Linked DNA regions of Mus musculus: region 2 is linked to region 1. A link is a contact called in public HiChIP or PLAC-seq data. All regions are on one chromosome and are shown on one strand. The core of a region is the stretch at or near the end of the contact, and the rest is flanking DNA. Distances in the headings are between cores, read along the strand shown.

Evidence for each region. HiChIP or PLAC-seq counts read pairs in DNA pulled down with a chosen protein or histone mark.
Region 2: an H3K27ac HiChIP or PLAC-seq map of large pre-B cells shows a contact between it and region 1, with 2.7 times the contacts expected there. The contact joins two enhancer-like sites. A contact is called at or near these places in 1 of 484 Hi-C or Micro-C datasets (nephron progenitors), 3 of 115 datasets of contacts at active chromatin or transcription factors (extraembryonic endoderm stem cells, large pre-B cells and trophoblast stem cells) and 1 of 9 other capture datasets (embryonic stem cells).

What each region holds. Positions count from the first base shown.
Region 1 is chr9:71,092,909-71,095,587 of GRCm38.p6, reverse strand. No RefSeq gene overlaps it. Among named protein-coding and RNA genes, the nearest start is that of Gm46120, 25 kb to the right of the region's middle. Within about 2 kb of position 1,332, at least 6 of the 459 cell types and tissues checked have an H3K27ac peak or open chromatin away from gene starts, as enhancers often do.
Region 2 is chr9:70,874,744-70,877,422 of GRCm38.p6, reverse strand. The region is part of intron 1 of Lipc (lipase, hepatic); the gene reads left to right. Among named protein-coding and RNA genes, the nearest start is that of Gm32017, 38 kb to the left of the region's middle. Within about 2 kb of position 1,367, at least 16 of the 459 cell types and tissues checked have an H3K27ac peak or open chromatin away from gene starts, as enhancers often do.

The DNA.
Region 1 (2,679 bases), core at 83-2,582:
TGAAAGTTTGGCTGCATATAGTAGCCTGGGATGGCATTTGTGTTCTCTTAGTGTCTGTATAACATCTGTCCAGGCTCTTCTGGCTTTCATAGTCTCTGGTGAAAAATCTGGTGTAATTCTTATTGGCTTGCCTTTATATGTTACTTGACCTTTTTCCATTACTGCTTTTAATATTCTATCTTTATTTAGTGCATTTTTTTGTTCTCATTATTATATGTTGGGAGCAATTTCTTTTCTGGTCCAGTCTATTTGGAGTTCTGTAGGCTTCTTGTATGTTCATGGGCATCTCTTTCTTTAGGTTTGGGAAGTTTTCTTCTATAATTTTGTTGAAGATATTTGCTGGCCCTTTAAGTTGAAAATCTTCATTCTCATCTACTCCTATTATCTGTAGGTTTGGTCTTCTCATTGTGTCCTGGATTTACTGGATGTTTTAAGATTTTTTTGCATTTTGCATTTTCTTTGATTGTTGTGCAGATGTTCTCTCTGAAATCTTCTGCACCTGAGATTCTCTCTTCCATCCCTTATATTCTGTTGCTGATGCTCGCATCTATGGTTCCAGATTTCTTTCCTAGTGTTTCTATCTCCAGCGTTGCCTCACTTTGGGTTTTCTTTATTGTGTCTACTTCCCTTTTTAGGTCTTGTATGGTTTTGTTCATTTCCATCACCTGTTTAGATGTGTTTTTCTGTTTTTCTTTAAGGACTTGTAACTCTTTAGCAGTGTTCTCCTGTATTTCTTTAAGCGAGTTATTAAAGTCCTTCTTGATGTCCTCTACCATCATCATGAGATATGCTTTTAAATCTGGGTCTAGCTTTTCGGGTGTGTCGAGGTGCCCAGGACTCGCAGAGGTGGGAGTGCTCAGTTCTGATGATGGTGAGTGGTCTTGGTTTCTGTTAGTAAGATTCTTACGTTTGCCTTTCACCATCTGGTAATCTCTGGAGTTAGTTGTTATAGTTGTCTCTGGTTAGAGCTTGTTCCTCTCATGATTCTGTTAGGCTCTATCAGCCGACATGGGAGACTAGCTCTCTCCTGAGTTTCAGTGGTTAGAGCACTCTCTGCAGGCTAGCTCTCCTCTTGCAGGGAAGGTGCACAGATATCTGGAGTTCGGACCTGCTTCCTGGCAGAAGATGAAGGCCCAAAACAGGGCCTGTGTCCAGAAGCTGTTAGCTTCTGTGGTCCACACTCTCACCTGTGCAGACTAGTCTCAGCAGGATCCGGGAACCAAGGTGGCTCCCCCAGGTGCTACGGCAAAGCCCTCCTAGGTGGGGCAGGCGCCCCTCCTCTGGCAGGGAAGGTGCCCGGATGTCAAGAGCCCAAAATGGGTTCTGCCTCAGTAGCTCTGTGGCTTCTGCCTGTTCCAGAAGCTGTTAGCTTCTGTGACAACTTCCTGTTTTGAACATCACATCAAACCCGGGAGGGAAATTCGATCATTCTCACTGTGCAAAAGAGAAACTGAGGCCCAGAGAAGCTGACTAGCTGGCCTTGTTCACAATGATGAGAGCCAGGATTTCAACCCAGGTGTGTTGGATCACCAAACCTGAGTTCTCCAGATCCCAGGATGAATTATTCATGATCATGTAGGGAACAAATTAGTGTTCATTAGGAAACTACACAAGTTGATAACATAGCAGCCAGCCATGTCAGACTAAATTTAAATCATTTCATTAGAGTGTTCTTTTCTGAAAATACACAGAAAGAACCAATATATCTCAACTCTAAATTCTCCACAATGTCATCATGAGCCAAAGGGAATAGAAGACCAGCATGAAGAGCTACTGATCAGCCAAGTTTGTAGCTAGAACCTTTCTTAAGTGTCACTCAGAGGATAGAACAAAACCTCTACTCCATTGGCCTGAGTGTCCTCCCAAAGGACTCTGAATTTGCCAGGTCCCATTTGAAAATTTTAATCAGTGCTTTGAATAAAATGTGTATGACTTATTTGTAAAACTGCAGATGATAAAAGAGTAATTATTATATGGGTGGCAAATTTGGATGGTTTTTCTTTTTTCAGCTGCAATGACCATTCACTAAGTGTTGCTCCATTCAAGTATCAAAAACTACTCAGAAAAATATTTAAAGCACCTTACTAAAAGATTAACTGTATGGAGCTGGAAGGATGGTTCAGCAATTAAGAGTGGTCTTTGGTCTCCCGTGCCCATGTCAGGTGCATTACAGCTGCCTGTATCTCCAGATCCAGAGCAGATGCCCTCTTCTGGCTTTTTCTAGCACCTTCAGGAAGTGTACAACCCCACCCCATGCCCCAAACTACAACACATGCAAACAAATATTTTAAAATACTTTTGTTTTTAAAAAATACTAAATGGGTTAAGTCCTACTCATCAATTTTATCAATGACTTTGATAAAATATTCATGACATAAAATATATCAAATTAAAGATGACACAAATGATGATTATTAGATGACAAATTATTCTGTTAGATATGAGGCAGTGTGTCACTAAGGACAATAAGGGAAAAATATAAAATCTCTCATAAGTCCACGGTACTATTTAAGAAGAGATTGGAGAAATAGTCTAATCATTGTCCTGTGGTAGACAGCAGGGAATAGCAGCTGGCTACACAACTGAGCTGACTACCATGTGTAAGCTAAATCCCAGACTGGGTGAATTACATCTTCAGCATTACACACACTCATTTATCTCTGGGATGTTTTTTGAGAG
Region 2 (2,679 bases), core at 118-2,617, 220 kb after region 1:
TGACAGTCAATGCTAGCCAGGACACTGTCATTCAGCCACCAGCTATCTATTAATGTCCTTGCAAGTGCTAGGTGCCAGGCTGGGTATTTAGAATAGTCCCTCATGTCCACCCTGGCTCAGCAAACTTGTAGGAATGTCCTCATTTTTAGTGTTATTTTGTTATATAGCACTTAGTCCTGAGCTTGGGTCTTGCCTATCTTTGCCTGGGCTTGTGGGGACTGTCACCTCCACTACATGCCCCATCCCCTGAAATGTCAGAGGAACAAAGCCACAGCTTGCGACCTCTAGCACAGAAGGACTGGCCTTGGGAGAAGAAGATGTGTAGGAGTGAAGGCATTCTAGACCACTTCTTGGATTCCAGTACCCAGGGTTATAGAAAATGGAGAGTAAGTTGCTGCTTTTTTATAGCCCTCTTGTCTGCATGGAGGGAATGTGTCCAGGAGCAAGTACCCCAAGTCTTCTAACAACCTAGGGACACGCTCCCTCTTACATCTCAGTGAGAAAGGGGTGAGATTTAGGAGTCCAGGTTCTACCGTTTGAGAAGGAAACTTAGTCTTAATCTTTCATTTCTGATACTCTGGTCTTTCTGGATACTTGACAAAACTCTTGAGGGGCTAAAGGCCTAGTAAGCAATAGAGATAATAGCTATGTTTCTCTTTTGGCCTTCAATCACATGGCCATACAGAACTGACTATTCAAATAACCTGAAAAGACATTCACCTACATAACAGAATTTGAGCTCCAAAAAGTTTCACTTCTCAAAACTATTATCCCTGTGGTCCAAAACTCAACTGTTTGTAATTATTGGGAAGGGAGGCCTTGCAGTCTTGTCATGGTCAGAAGATGCCTCCTGAGGAGTTTTACCAGCTATGACCCACTAGTATTATGAAGAAAAATTATGTTCACTTGGCCCTTGGCTTGTCTCAGACTCTATAATATTAAATTCATTTTTCATTCTAAACCAGTCTATGAGATAGGGTTTATGATCCAATGTATTAAAACCAGAAGACTAAGGTTCCCGGCGTTTTGGGAACTTGCTAAAGGGCCACAGAGTCAGGACTTAAATAACACAAGTGGGGTGGAGACAGTGGGAGCTCGAGGGAACAGGCCAGGAAGGAAGTGTCTACAGGAGAGCTGTGAATATGCCAGGCTGGCTATCAGCTTCTAGCACTAGAACTTCCATCAATAAAGGAAGAAAGAGAATTGATCATGTTCCTTTTGCAATGCAGTGGGCTCCACTCCAGCCCCAAACCTGCAAGTATTGTGTATAGGCTCTCCATTGCCACAAACACACATGACCCTGGCTCCTCTGAGAACCAGCTCCAGCCATGGGATAAACTCCCCTGTGGTTGTCTCAACCCAGGAAACATGCAAGATGTCCTCTCTCCAAACCCTGCCCCTTACACTCACATCACTTGTATTTATAGAAATTGTTCTGCCCTGAGAGTTTCACAACCTCTAATCTGCAGCTCTCCGGGAGAATATAAATTAAAACCCCAAAATGGAATATGGAGACATGTTTCATCCCTGTCGTCTCCTGCTCTCTGAACTCAGAGTCTTTAAGTAGGTTGAGCCCTTGGTCTGTCTCTCAAACAAGAAAGGAGAGGTGGTGAGGAGAGGCGGTGCCCAGTTACTTATGGTGCTGATGAATGCCTGCCAACCAGTTATTAAGGACAGGAGACACACTTGCAAAAATGCCAGGGCTCAGAAAGCCCGGAACTGGGGAAGTGTGGAGGACCTGTAATTACAGCAGGTGGAAACCTGACTGTAGCACACCTGCTAAGCAAGAGTGATCCCATTACACGGCCTAGCAGGAGCAGAGTTCACAGGGAATTGAATTTCCAGCTTGCTGCCTCAGAGTTATTCTCAGATTTACCTCCTACACTCGGGAGGTGAAGGAACAAAAGAACCCTTGAAAATCCAGGAAAGAAACTCAATCCTGATCCCCAGTCCCTGACAGTCAGGGCTGCAGAAAGACAGACATCCTGCTCCCAAAACCTGCCCCAAAGCTAGATGCCCAGAGGCTGGCATTTCGTGGGGGTGATAGTGTCTGCCAAACACAAGGACACACAATAGTGCCATTGCCTGCTCAGAAACGTACAACGCTGTCCCTCCTTCACCCTGGGCCTGGCTGCAGGGTGCTATCCAAGGAGGGCTGTCATACCTTGGGACTATTGATCCTGTGACAGCTCAGTGGTGCCTGAAATACCACCTGCCACAAGACTGTAGTTGGTATCTCAGGACACTAACAGGCCCGGAGGCTGGGAGGCCTGTCTACCAATGCTTTCACATGTGACCAGGAAGAGAGGCATTGTTCTTGACCTGCCTTTCTGACCTAGTTGGATACCTTGACACCCCAGAGAATAACAAGGCATCCATTGTGAATTGCCCTCAACAAGTGCCCAAGTGCTACCCAGATTCATGCAGCAGGGACAAGTGCCCCAACACTTCCAACCAGAGGTGCCACACCCTCTCCCCTGTGGCTTGGAGCCCTTTTGGCCTAGTTATGCAAAGTCCTTGACTCCTGTTTGGGAAAAGCAGATAGGAGAGTGTTTAAAACATAAACTAAGTTCCCCACTAATGGCAGTGGAAAACATATGCATCATTAGGATGCCACTACATTACTCTTGTTATTACTATATGCTAATACAGTATGTAGTACTATTAGTATTACTATAT